Regions from separate parts of the Manis pentadactyla genome. Here region 2 is linked to region 1. The links are chromatin contacts, called in public Hi-C maps. All regions are on one chromosome and are shown on one strand. The core of a region is the stretch at or near the end of the contact, and the rest is flanking DNA. Distances in the headings are between cores, read along the strand shown.

Region 1 (6,996 bases), core at 2,434-4,933:
GGAGCTAGAGGCCACAGCCATGGATTCCTAAGTCTAGCACCCTCTTTGCCAGATCTCAGGGTCACCCAAGACACCTGTGTCCTGTACAACACCTTATCAACACCTTGATACATTATAATCTAATCAACAGCCAAATGTGAGCTACCCAAGGGAAGGGCTATAGGACTCCAGAAGAAGGGAGGAGGCTCAACCGGGAAAGGGAACACTTCACTGAGGAGGTAAGCACTGCCCTAGAGGTACTCAGATATGAAGAAACTAAGGGAATATTTTAGGCAGAAGAGGTTTAAAATAGACAGTCTTGGAAAGAAAAACCCAATGTATAAAATTTTCCTTAGGGAAAATAAATAGGTGGCAAACTTAGAAGACCAGAATGCTTCAAATCAGGATAATTCTTGACTATATATAATGTAATCCTTTGATTTTCTCCTGATTTCTAACATTTACCTGTATTTTTAGCTCCCTAATCAATTTTGTCTCCCTATAAACCAAGGCCCTCTGCAGAGACCACATCGAGTTTAATGATATGGGCTCTGTACTCAGACTGATTAAATTTAACCCTTTGATTTACCTATTAATAGCTGTGTAACCTTGAACAAAATCCTTCACCTCTCTATAACTGTAAAATGGAAATAACATCACTCCCATCTGTAGAGGTTCTGTGAGGATTAAATGTGTACTGTCATCACATTGGTCATAACCTAGTAATGGGTTTTTTATCACTTTAGTTTTGGTGTGCCCTTTTTTCACATAAGAAAGAGGATAGAGATTACCAGAGCACACTGCATGTAGTAAGGATATGTAGTGTTTTACAAGAACTGTTTCTTTTATACATGTGTGTACATCTCTGAGTTGTGTAAAATTCATTGGTTACAGTGGTTTGCTTTAAAAATGTGAAAGCCACTGAATTCACACATAAAATAAAGCTTCAAACAGTGCCTGGCACATAGTAAGCACTCAGTGCTATTATAGTCAGTGCAGCTGTGATGTATCTATCAAAGTTGTTTGTAGGATCATATAAGGCAATGTGAAAGCACTTTGTGAAGTCTGATGTACAACTTTAATGTAAGGTAGTACAGCAAAAAGTCTTTTTCTCCATCTCTAACACCCACAGAACTACAGCCCTGCTTAGGTACATATTTGTTGTTGTACAGCCCTGTTAGGTTAAGTTGTTACACTGAACTGAAGTGTCCACAAGACTATGATTTATTTAACACTGTCACGTTCTGTCAATATTTGCAGAGAACTGGAGGCTTGGCGCCAAAGTAGAATTATTTATTTTTACGTGGTTGAGACATTGGGGTGAGGAAGGCAGAAGTCATGCCCATGGGTAGCTAAGGAAGCAAATGAGTCATACAGAGAAACTGCTCCCACAGAGGCAGAGAGACACAAATGTGCCAGAGGCTGGACTGACAGAGACTTAGGCCTTTAGGCAGGGATGAATCATTTCCCTCTTCCTATCCTCATCCAGACACCTCATTAAAAAATAGCATTTGAACACCTTACAAGTGTAACTCACACCTGAAAAAACTGAGAATCCCCAGATACAAATAGGGGATGGCTACATACAAAAAGGTTAAGGGGTTCCTCTTCAAATGACATGCTCACCTGACGTTCAAATAGCATTTATTCTAAAATCCTGACTTGCAAAAAAATTTGGAAACATGCTCACCAATAAGGAAATCAGAAGGTCTGGATTCCATCCTGGACACTGTGACCTTGAATTATTCACTTCATCTCTTTGGGCCTAAGTCAATTCATCTGTTAAAAAGAGAGAGAGAGAGAGAAATAACATCTACCTCAGAGGGGAATTGTAAAAATTAAACGTCGTATGCAGTAAAATGGCTAGCACAAGGCCTGGCTCTGGGAAATGCAGAATGTGTCTGTTCCTTCTGGACAAAAGTGGACAACAGTTGTCAACTGAGATCCACCGGCAAGCTAGCCTGTGAAAAACGTCATTGATATCCTAGTCCTTTCACGAAATTTTTTTCAAAATAAGCTTTATAAGACCAGTTTTGGTCTCTTCCCCACAACATCCTATTCTAGAAGTCTAGAAAAGCAGTGATTCCTGAGTGATTGGTACTGGGGGCCCAAATTACCCATTAGTACTGCCCCCCGCCAAATCCATTATTAAATTCTAAATGAGCGAGAGACTCGTTATTATGCCTACGTTTTACAGTCATTCGCGTTCCCGTTTCGAATCGGTGGGGGGAAATGTATTAAAATTTGCCCCGAGGTTTGGGACAGCCCGCGGGGTCTTATCCCAGAGTGGTCAGCGCACCCGCTTGGAGGGGAAGGCCCCGGCCCGCCAGCACGGAGAGGGGGCCGGAAAAGGGAGCATTCTAGGGCTTTCACGGCAACCCCAATTTTTCGTTGGCGGTGTATCCTGGCCACGGGCCGCCATTTTGTGTTTAGGAAACATGGCGGCCACCCCCGCAGAGAAGGAGAGGAGGCGGGTACAGGGGGACCGCCGTTAGCCGCTTTCCCTGAGGGAACAGGAAGCAGGTCGCGCACACGGCCTTTTCTGCCTGAACCGAAAGGGGAATGGGCAGAAACCACAACAGACACACTAGCGTCTCGAGCGATCTTTTCCCAGCGAGAGAAACATGCGCCAGCGACATCCGGCAGAAAAGGCCTTCCAAGATGGCGGGACCCCGTCAGGAGCCGCCCCCGGAAAGAGCGGGGGCGCGGCGGCTGCACCAAGCAGAGAAGGGGGCGAAAGGCAGCAGCCGGGAAGTGAACAGTAACAGGGAAAACCGCAGAAACTCCCCAAAACACTCCTGGGCACCCCTGAATAAGTGAGGCCCCCCCCCAAAGAAACACGCCATTGTCTTAAATGCCTGACGGGAAGGCTGCGACTACGATGACACTAGGACAGGGAGGAGGGATTTCTGCGGGTTCAACCCAAAGAAACTTGCAAAATGCAAACAAAGCATTATGTAAATGGACGCCATTCTTTTTTTTCTTTTTTTATGACCAGGTTTCTAGCACTTCCCAGAAATCACTAGCAGACCCGTGACTCCAGGACGGGGTGGGTTTCGGTCTTTCTCTGCACCGGCCTCCGCCCGGGGGCCGAAGAAGGGGTTGGGGGTGGCGGGTGACGCCCGATCGCCGGAGACGAAGAGGCCCCACGTGCCCACCCGCGCGCGCGCGCTCGCCTCGAGGGCCTCGCCTCGCCACCCCTCCCCCCCGGAAGACCGCGGCTGCCCCTCCCGTCCCCCCACACCCTCGCGCAAGCGCCCTGGCCGCCTCACGCGCACGTTTTAAATCCGCGGCGCCCCAGCTGCCGCCTGCAATTATCGCCGGGGCTTCCCGTATCGGTCTGGGCCGGAACCTCTTTTATAGAGCGGGAAAATAGTGTGTCTCTCCCATTCACAACACTAACGTTTCCAAACATCTGCCCGTGCTGTTAGGGTTAATAAAATACTTTTTCGTCCTGAAAAATTGCCGGACTCACAGCTTCAGCCCATCGGGGCTTTATTTTCAACGTTAGATGATTAAAAAAGTTTTTCAAAAAATACCATACCGGGACTGGCGCAATCTTGTGACCTAAACAAAATGGGTCCTCATTTTTTTCAAGGGGTCCTGCGCAGCAAGCACTTCCGGGGTCAGAGGGTATGCGGAGTTGAAAGCGGGCTTCCCGCCCCGCCCAGACCGCCGAGGCTGCCGCCGGAGTCGCCACCGCCGCGCCCTCGCCCACCCGCCCGCCCGCCGCTCCCGGCCCCGCTCGCCCCCTCCGCCGCCGCCGCCCGCCCCTGCGACGACGCTGCGGCCTCCCTCCCGCGCCCGCTCGCTCCCGCGGCCCTCGTTCGCCTCGCGCCGGCAGTTTTGGGCCTACACCTCCCCTCCCCCAACGCCAGCCACCAAAGACTTGACCACGTAACGAGCCCAACTCCCCCGAACGCCGCCCGCTGCTCGCCATGGATGCCGGTGTGACTGAAAGTGGACTAAATGTGACTCTCACCATTCGGCTGCTTATGCACGGAAAGGAAGTAGGAAGCATCATAGGGAAGAAAGGGGAGTCGGTTAAGAGGATCCGCGAGGAGAGTGGCGCGCGGATCAACATCTCGGAGGGAAATTGCCCGGAGAGAATCATCACTCTCACCGGCCCCACCAATGCTATCTTTAAGGCCTTCGCTATGATCATCGACAAGCTGGAGGAAGATATCAACAGCTCCATGACCAACAGTACCGCGGCCAGCCGGCCCCCGGTCACCCTGAGGCTGGTGGTGCCAGCCACCCAGTGCGGCTCCCTGATTGGGAAAGGCGGTTGTAAGATCAAAGAGATCCGCGAGAGTACGGGGGCCCAGGTCCAGGTGGCGGGGGATATGCTGCCCAACTCGACCGAGCGGGCCATCACCATTGCTGGCGTGCCGCAGTCTGTCACCGAGTGTGTCAAGCAGATCTGCCTGGTCATGCTGGAGACGCTCTCCCAGTCTCCGCAAGGGAGAGTCATGACCATTCCGTACCAGCCTATGCCGGCCAGCTCTCCGGTCATCTGCGCGGGCGGCCAAGATCGGTGCAGCGACGCTGCGGGCTACCCCCATGCCACCCATGACCTGGAGGGACCACCTCTAGATGCCTACTCGATTCAAGGACAACACACCATTTCTCCGCTCGATCTGGCCAAGCTGAACCAGGTGGCAAGACAACAGTCTCACTTTGCCATGATGCACGGCGGGACCGGATTCGCCGGAATTGACTCCAGCTCTCCAGAGGTGAAAGGCTATTGGGCAAGTTTGGATGCATCTACTCAAACCACCCATGAACTCACCATTCCAAATAACTTAATTGGCTGCATAATCGGGCGCCAAGGCGCCAACATTAATGAGATCCGCCAGATGTCCGGGGCGCAGATTAAAATTGCCAACCCAGTGGAAGGCTCTTCTGGTAGGCAGGTTACTATCACTGGTTCTGCTGCCAGTATTAGTCTGGCTCAATATCTAATCAATGCCAGGCTTTCCTCTGAGAAGGGCATGGGGTGCAGTTAGAACAGTGTAGGTTCTCTCATAACCCTTTCTGCTGTTTTCCCGTGATCCAACTGTGTAATTTCTGGTCAGTGATTCCAGGTTTTAAATAATTTGTAAGTGTTCAGTTTCTACACAACTTTATCATCCGCTAAGAATTTAAAAATCACATTCTCTGTTCAGCTGTTAATGCTGGGATCCATATTTAGTTTTATAAGCTTTTCCCTGTTTTTAGTTTTGTTCTGGGTTTTTTGGCTCATGAATTTTATTTCTGTTTGTCGATAAGAAATGTTAAGAGTGGAATGTTAATAAATTTCAGTTTAGCTCTGTAATGTCAAGAATTTAAAAATTAAAAAACGGATTGGTTAAAAAAAACGCTTCATATTTGAAAAAGCTGGGAACTGATAAACTGTTGGTGCTTTTTTTTTCTTTCCCTTTTTAGTGTTAGGTGCTGGTAGGGAAAAGGGTGAGCCCATCCTTGGTATTCTCTCGAGCCCCTGTCACCTTATTAATAAGATTCCATTCCTTCTCTGTCCCAACAAAGGAACATGGCAGGCTAGGCCTGCTTTGGGTTGTTCGCAGAGACGGGCTCTCCACTGGAGAGTGACAGCCCACCGGCCAAGTTCCAGAGAGAGGCCTGTGCCCGTTTCTCTGGTAGAAAACTAGGATCTCAGGTGGGAAAAAAGTGTGCCCATTTGGGAGGGGCTTTGATGAATGGCAGTGTGTCCTCCCATCTGACCACCCCCACCCCCAGGCTCACAGGGAAAACTCAGCCAGGAACAAAAAATGTTCTGAGGTGGGAGGAGCTTGGGGGACCCAGAGCAGAGGTGGGGGAAGGCTGGGCTGGGGGAGGAAGGGAGGGATGTGAGGTGGGGGGGGCTTGGAAGAGGGCAACTGGTATGGGTGGTGGAAGGGATAGGGGTCTTGGTTGGGCAACAGGACTGAATGGGGGATGGTAGTGGCGTGCACGTGGCAAGCATGCACCTGTGGCAAGCAGCCTGTCAGAGGATGTTATTACACCTGCCAAATGGCCTATCCAGAAACAAAAGAGGCCCAGCTTCTAATTCTTCGGCTGTGTTCAACGTTTAGAGAAATCACAATATCAGAAAATAATCCTACCTAAATGAGGCAGTCCTCAAAGGCATTAATGTAGACTGATCCACTGACTACAGCTTAAGAATGACTGAAGAGTTAAAAATGGAGATTCCTGGGCCCCACCCCAAATCTAATCAAAACTAACATTTTTAACAACTCCAGAAGGTTCTTAGATTTGAGTGCCACTGGTTTGTTTTCACTGTTTTCACTAATGGATTAGGAAGATCTTGCTGTGAAGGCCTGCAGCCTCATGGCCACATATCAGCCAGTGGGACTAGGTTGGACATGAGAAGAAAAATTCTCTACCTAAATTGTCTTTCAGGCAAATACACAGTACAAGGTGACAGATGATTAGGTGCCAAAAGTGTGTAGTTCAAACCCCAGGTACTGTGGGATATCACTAACAGCAAAGAAATTACTGTGGGAGGAAAATATATACAATAAATATTTGTTGAGTCTTATTCTCTACAGAGCATCTGCTCCTTTTTCTGAGGTTACAGACTCAATTCCAAGAGTTCCTGGAGGTAAGATTGGGGTCTACCGTGCATTTTATACCCACTGTGGCTTCAAGCAGTCACTGAAAGGGGCCCAAGTTAAGGAATTAAACCTTAGTTCTACCACTTACTTGTGGCCTTGGACAAATAATTACCTATCCTCTATAAAATGGTGGTGTTGCAAGCACACAACTTCTGGGATTGTGGAAGGAAAAAAGCGTGTATGTAAAGCAAAAACAGTGCTTACAACATAGTAAACTTCAATATACTTTAGATTACAAAAAGCCAAAGGTCTGTTTCTGCTCACAATACATGGGCAGAGCAGGTAGGGAACAAAGCAATGTGTACTGAATGATAAGTGGAGAAAGACAGTTGGACAGGTAAGGAAGGCCCTAGTGAAGATCCAGAAATGGCTTCAATGTTTTCTGGAAGTAATAAGCACT
Region 2 (6,996 bases), core at 2,376-4,875, 150 kb before region 1:
TTTTCACCTGACTGATTCCCTTGATTCGGATGTTAACCTTTAGCTACCTAAGTAATAAATGAACACATTTTTCCTGTAAAAGTTTTAAGACATTATAACAAAGCTAAATCCCTTTGAACAGTACCTACAGGCCTAGTCCTGTTGCCCCTTCACTGTGAATCCTTTGCGGTGTACCCTTCTAGACCTTTGTCAATGCATGTATATATGTAACATTAAGGTGGGAAAGGAAGAAATAGGGTTTTTTTTACACAAATAATAAGTACATATGTAAATAATTATAACTTAATTATTTATGCAGTGCTGCCTTAGAGGTTTCCATGGTAGTAAATGTACTGCTACCTTTTTTTCAAACTGCAGTATAGTATTTTGTGTAATGTGTATACCACTGTTGGTTTAGCCATTTTTTAAATCAAATATTTGTGGAGTGACTAATTTTTTGTAAGGTAGCATTTTTAAAACTTAATGTCTTAATAAATCATGATATTGGAGTATCCAAAATAGCCCAAAGAAGGGGATTGATATTACTGAAGCAGAAAATTCCAGTTCTGATTATTCTACTTCAAAGAACAAAATCAATTCCTCAAAAACTAATAAAAAATTCATTAAAATGAAAATAGTGGTTAGGAGGTATTAAACTCAGTTATAAATAGGGTGTTTTAATTCCCACGATTTTGGAACTTGTTAGACATTTAAGGATGATATTACAAAGTTGTCTTCCTTGCCACTCTGAGGTACCCTTTGAAGAGGCGTATCTGTCAGAATTCCCATAGTATTTAAGGAGCATGCTGCTTAGCACTGACATTTTCATGCTATCCTCTGCCCATCCACAGTATAAGCCCCTCAAAAGGAGACTGTATCTTAGCTTCTAAAAGGTGGCAGTGAAGATTATCTAACAAGTATCTTATATCTTTGTGCTTCCCCATTTTCAACATTCTCTTTTACTTCCATTAGTTTATTTTGATACCTGCTCGAAGATATAAACTACTGTCAGCCCATGTTTGTGCTATTACCCATAGTTTTTAATTAAAATTCTGATAATCTGGAATTCCCAGTTTTTATTTTTGCTGCTGTGTCTATCAGTCAGTACTTATGTAATATGCCTTTGAGGCACCAGGTACTGGGGGACACCATTTGTACTTTGTTTTAGGATTTTCAGTTCTTTCTTCAAAACCTGTGCTTTCAGATTTTTTAACTAGTCATTGTATACATTGGTGTAAAATGATTTCTAGAAAAACAAAACCAAATGTTTTATAGTTACTGCTTGATTTCCAGTAGATGGCACCAAAAGCCCTTTGAGGTTGTTCATGATACTAATTCCTCTTGTTGGTGTTGCTGGATAATGGATCACTTCTCCTCACTACCACAAAGTAACAGGAAGGGTCCGTTCTTTCATCTAATTTTCAGATTGTTATATAACTTAGCATTTTTATTTGGAGTTTAAGATAAACCTGTTGGTGTTTAAATTATTAATTTGCTATTTCTGACTCAGATACAACTTTTTCCTTTTTTTATTTTTTATATGTGTGATTTTCAGCCAGGATGGTTTTAAGTGAAGGATCATGATAACGAAATTAAGAGTGGGTCTTAAAAAGAGTTGTGGGTAGGAGAAAGAATAAATAGACATGCTGAATATTCATAATAAAATTAAAGAGAAAATATAAAAGTATACAAAATCCACAATTGAAATGAAATCAGTGTTTTCTCTATTATGTTTTGGCACATAATTCATTTCATTACGATTTTCAAATATGTTGTACAAATAACCTGCAATTTTAAAATACTCTTTAAAATTTTTATATCCCCATTTTCATTTATTTCTGTGTTGACAACTTTTATCTTCAGTATATGTATTTATTAGTTTTCATAAAAAAATCAACTTTTAGATTCAGTTAACCCATAAAATCAGAAAATAGTTTCCTGTATGTAAAGCATGGGTTACTACATTTACTTATTCTAATTCTGTTGAGTTTATTTAATTTTAATGGATTTGTCAACCATTAAAAAGGACACATTTAAAATTTTCCCATCATAATTGTACATACAAGTTTCTCCTTTTTCCCCAGTGTTTGAGGATCAGTGTTTTGTGACTCAGTCTGGAAATGTTTCTTAACTGTTGTTTTTAGAACAACTGGCAGGGGAGCCTTGGTTGCGTGGGCTCTGGGTGGAAGAGATTTAGGTTCAGCTTCCATCTCCAGCCAAATGGATGATGAGGTAAGTCATTCAGCTTCCCTGGGCCTCAGGTTCCTCACGTGTAAAATAAAGATAATTAACACACCTAATGCGGTTTTGTTACAGATTATAGAGATAACGTAGGCAAATTACCTAACACATACTAAGGTATTGTTTTCATATATTGGCAACAGCAAACTTTTTTTTAAAGGTTTGTGAAATATGTTCATGCTTTATTCATTTCTATATTCAGGTTCTCAACTTACCGAAAATTTTATTCCAACTTTTTTAAGTGGACATGTCAGTATGTTAATAATGTAACTTGGGTCTCAAGATAGCTCTCATCTCATAAATCTTGATAGGCTTAAGGAACAATCCTTAAACGTTTCGTTCTTTAAACATTTATATTGATACAAACACCATTTTTAGCTATCTTGAAGTATCCTTGAATGTTTTCATCTAGAATTAAAGGGGAAGGAAAGACCCTGGAAGAGCTCTTTAGGTCAGAGAATCTGGGAGACTGAGCGTCATTCTGTAGGCACGGGAAGTTTCTGAGCTTTAAAACCCACTCGCGTGAGGGAGTAACGCCAGCACCTGGGCGTAGGGAGTACCTTGTGGGAGGCGCTCAGTGCCGCTTACAGCCACCAGACTCCAGCGCTTTCCGAGAGAGAACGCTGAGACCAAGCTTTTCCCTTCAAGGCTCACCAGGCCGGCCCCCCACCGGGATTTTGGTGCCGCTCTCCCTTCTGGAGACTTACTCAAATCCCTCTACCGTCCCCGTCTCGGGAAGCCTGGAACCTCTGAGCCGCGGCCGCCAGACCGAGGACTCTGGTTCCGAAACCGAGTGGGGCAGAGCTCCCAGGCAACGCGCGGTAACAACCTTCCACTTCAGAGGCGCCCAGCAGGGCCCCGCAACTTTTCCCCTGGGACAGGTCCTGGCAACAGGCCCCAGGCGGGGCAGGGTGGAGCCGAGTTCCGCGGCCGCCGGTGAATCAGCGCTGCTCGACTCCCGGTCTGCCCCGGTAGCCAATGCCAGATCCAGGGAGGAGTAGCCGGGCCGGGGACCCCCAGCCACTCAGGGCTCTCTGGGTCTGGAGAAAGGTGACGTCATCGTAGCTGGGAGGTTTCAGAAGGTTTCACCAATGGGAAACAGGCAAAGTGGCTTGCTTTCTGTAGCTTTTGGCCAATGGGAACAAAATAGAAGGGGCCTGGTTGTCGGTATAGACCCAATGGAAAATAGGGAAGGAGTACGAGGCGGAGTTGCTAGCACTGTCACCAATTGGAAAGAGGGGGTGCAGCCCGGGCCTTGTCAAGTGTGACCAACCCGGGAGAGGAGCGGACCCCAGGGGGCGTGGCCCTGATGCCCTTTCCCAATCGGACAAGCTCAGGGGCTGGGCATTCTTTGGGGTACCCAATGAGGAACGCAGCCGAAGAGAGCCTGTCAAGAGAAGGGGCTGGGGGCGGGGGGATGGTGAGCCGGGGATAAACACTGCGCGACGGTGGCGGCTGCTGCTTTTCTCCGGGTTCTGTCACGGTGTGTGTGGTGCCCAGCTCACCTGCCCCCTCCCCCTTCTTGCGAGCGTGGTCGCCGGAGAGGCTCTCTCAACCCTGTTCTGCGGGGTCCACAGCGGGGCGAGGGTGTCCGGCGGCGGTGAGCTCGTGAGCCCGTGAGCAGTGGGGGTTGGTCCCGTGGCTCCGGCCCCCGGTGCAGAATGGCGGCGGCGGTTCGGATGAACATCCAGATGCTGCTGGAGGCGGCCGACTACCTGGAGCGGCGGGAGAGAGGTGCACGGGGACGGGAGGGGTTCGGGCCGAGACCCGGCCAGGGCTCTGAGGGTCCTGGCCGCGGGTCGGGGCTCTGAGGGTCCTGGCCGCGGGTCGGGGCTCCCAACCACTCTGGGGATGGTTGGAGGCTCGAAGAGGGCGACCGCGAGCGCTCCCAACCTCTCCAGTTCTCTCCACGCGCGGTCCGCTGGGAGGCTGCCGCTGCCCCAAAGGCAATGAATGAGTGTGGCAAAGGGGCCGCTGCCCACCGAGGTCCCAAGCGTGACCCCTTCTTCCCTTCACCCCGTGGCTAGTGGGGTGCCCGGGGACCGCTCAGCCAGGCCCTTGGTTTACCTCAGCGGGGCTTGCCCCGGCCGGCCCCTACGTGGGCCTGCTGGAGGAGCAGCGCCTCTCCTGTACGGCCCCGCAACCCCCGACCCTGACTCCCGGTGTTTGCCTAGCATCTTCGCCTGAAGCTGGTCCCACTTAACACACACCAACCTGCTGGACGTTGCCAACGGGAAACCCAGGCTCCATGAGCTTGGCGACTTATGTGTCTTTCTCAACAATGAGCAACTAGAATGCTCCTTACACCTGCTCCGAACAGAGGGTGTTCGCACAATTTTAAAAAACAGTCATTGTTCTAAGAATTCCACGTTGCTCCGTTTATTTTCACATTATTCTTTTAATGAAAAATAAGTACATTTTGAAAAGGAAATACTGTGTAGGGGAAAGAGTATTGAGTGTTTTGGGCTCATTCATTAACTGGATCCTCCGGTTTTCTAGAAGCTGAACATGGTTATGCCTCCATGTTACCATACAATAACAAGGACAGAGATGCCTTAAAACGGAGGAACAAATCCAAGAAGAATAACAGCAGTAGCAGGTAATTTGGTAAATATTTCTCTTTCTCTTTTAGATTATACTGCAAATGACACAAACTGCAGAATGGAAGTTGCCTGTTGTAATTATAACCCTGTAAATTAAGTGACTATCATGATTCAGTAATGTATACATGGTCTTAAGCCATTTGAGGAAGCAGCCCTTCTGTTTGGGGTTAGGGAACTGAAGAAAAGAGAGAAATGGAAATGTTTGATATTTCTTTATGAACTTTCTAAAAAATTTAATTGTGGTTTTCTTCCCTTTTGAAACAAAACTCTATGAAAACTTCCAGTGAGATCAGCAACACTGACAGTATTTTGCCTTCAAAAGTTGCAGATTCTTTTTCTATAATTGAAAGTTTAATTGTTTTCTATATATTGAAAAAGCTGGACATTATTTCTCTTGATTTTTCATAGTGAAGATTTTATAAACGTTACAGTATCTGACTTGACATAGGTGGTAGGATTTCATATTGACATACAAATTCAGTGGTTTATCTGATGAATTTTTCACATCTGTGTATAATGGCAAAGAGGAATGATTAAGGTTAAAACCTACCTTTTTGGTGATAGAAGAGTATATAACATTAATATACTAGTATACCACCACCTTTTTATGTTAGCCTCATAGTTTTTTAAATCTCTGAATCTCACTGGAAAGTATTTGGTTCATGGTCAATGAAATCACATATTAAAGCCATGAACATAGTCCCTGGTACATGTAAGTACCCCATTAATGCTATTGCCCCTTTTTTCCCTTAAAATAAGTTAACTAGGAAGCCTGTTTTATGAGATCTTTTTGAATTATACCTTTCATTCCAATAAATTAAAATCACTGATATTTTCATCACTGATTTAGAATCCTTATCCCTCTCCCATCCTCATGAATAACTCCCTGCATGTAACTATTATCTGTTCAGCTTTGTGGCACAATACAGACCACTAGAAGCCAGAAGGTTCCCACTTGAGCCTAAAACTCAATTTGTTCTTGCTGCCACTTCTGTCCTTGATTCACCCCATTGTCCTTAGTGTTGGTAGAACCACAGGATGTGAGTACCTCTTGAATAGGAAGGCATGGAAGGCACGTGAAGGATGAACCTGGTAATTAACTACCTGGTGGTTTTGCCTCTCCCATCTTTAGCATTAACCTGAAGGTGGTAGCCAATAAGTGTGCATGGGTACTAAGGCACCCATTCATAAGAAAGATATGAATAATCACTTGTATTATGCAATGGTATAAAATAACTTAGCTGTGTTGTGTTTTGTTACAGTATTGGTTTTTAAAGTTTTATATATAAGAACTTTGAAAAGGTTTGGTTTACTTTTCTGGAAAAATGTAGTCCATTTGTTGCTTTTATTCTTGTCTCCTCATGGTTTGTGGGGAATTGTCCACATTAATAGTCAAAGCTTTATCCTTGGCACTTTACTTTTTCCCAAGTTTCACAGGAAAGTTGGTGGGGGGATGTTCAGTTGTGGAAAGAGGAAAAAAGGGGATGTTGAAGAGAAGTAGCTTGGTCCCAAAAGGTGATTAGGAAGGAAAAATAATAGTTGAGCATTTCAAGCCAAGAAAAGATTATCTTCTCTTTAATATCCAACATTATTTCTGAAAAATGGCTGATTTTTGGAAAAACTGTGTTACTTCTGTTCATGGGTTTGGATTGCTTTCCATGGTTAGAGACAGGAGGCTATCATGTTGTCCATGTTCTGAACTAATAGTATATTATTGTAACAACTTCAGTGGTGCAGGGATCTCTGAGAGACCATGGTTAAACCTGGAGATGGCACCAAGCAAACAGATGAAGCAAGAGCAGGTTGTTTTGTAAATGTGATCATTTCCTTCATGAGCTGTTTGGAATGACCCTTACCTGGGCAGTGAGAGATCTCCCCAGAGAAGGCAGTTTGACCCCTTGATTTGAATTAGACTTACATCCAAGGCCATGTATGGTCAGGATTTTGAACTGAGGTAAAGACTGTGGAGAGATTACTGCTGGTTTACATAACCAGTGGGTAACAGTTTATTCTTGTTAATTCAGATTGAAATGCTGTGCTCTTTGTAGAATCAGGGGGTTACTTTTCCTTGGACATTTAAAAAAAGAGTCACATAGTAAACTTCCTGGGAAGTGAAAATGCAGATCTTAATCAAGTTTCTCTAGTTTAAAAAAAACAACAAAAACAAATGAAA

The links. A called contact is a pair of places that touch in the nucleus more often than the background predicts.
Region 2: a contact with region 1 is called in a Hi-C map of skin fibroblasts, with 3 times the contacts expected there. The contact joins the promoter of MXD1 here to the promoter of PCBP1 in region 1. A contact is called at or near these places in 2 of 3 Hi-C or Micro-C datasets (fibroblasts and skin fibroblasts).

What each region holds. Positions count from the first base shown.
Region 1 is chr2:176,618,445-176,625,440 of mManPen7.hap1, reverse strand. It overlaps PCBP1 (poly(rC) binding protein 1), which reads left to right and starts at 3,683. Exons shown (of 1, transcript XM_036908278.2): 1 at 3,683-5,339. The coding sequence starts at 3,918. The coding sequence ends at 4,988. It overlaps LOC118923961 (a long non-coding RNA gene), which reads right to left and starts at 2,985. Exons shown (of 8, transcript XR_008995813.1): 1 at 2,168-2,985; 2 at 1,670-1,758.
Region 2 is chr2:176,767,821-176,774,816 of mManPen7.hap1, reverse strand. It overlaps MXD1 (MAX dimerization protein 1), which reads left to right and starts at 3,625. Exons shown (of 5, transcript XM_057497108.1): 1 at 3,625-3,954; 2 at 4,720-4,819. The coding sequence starts at 3,882.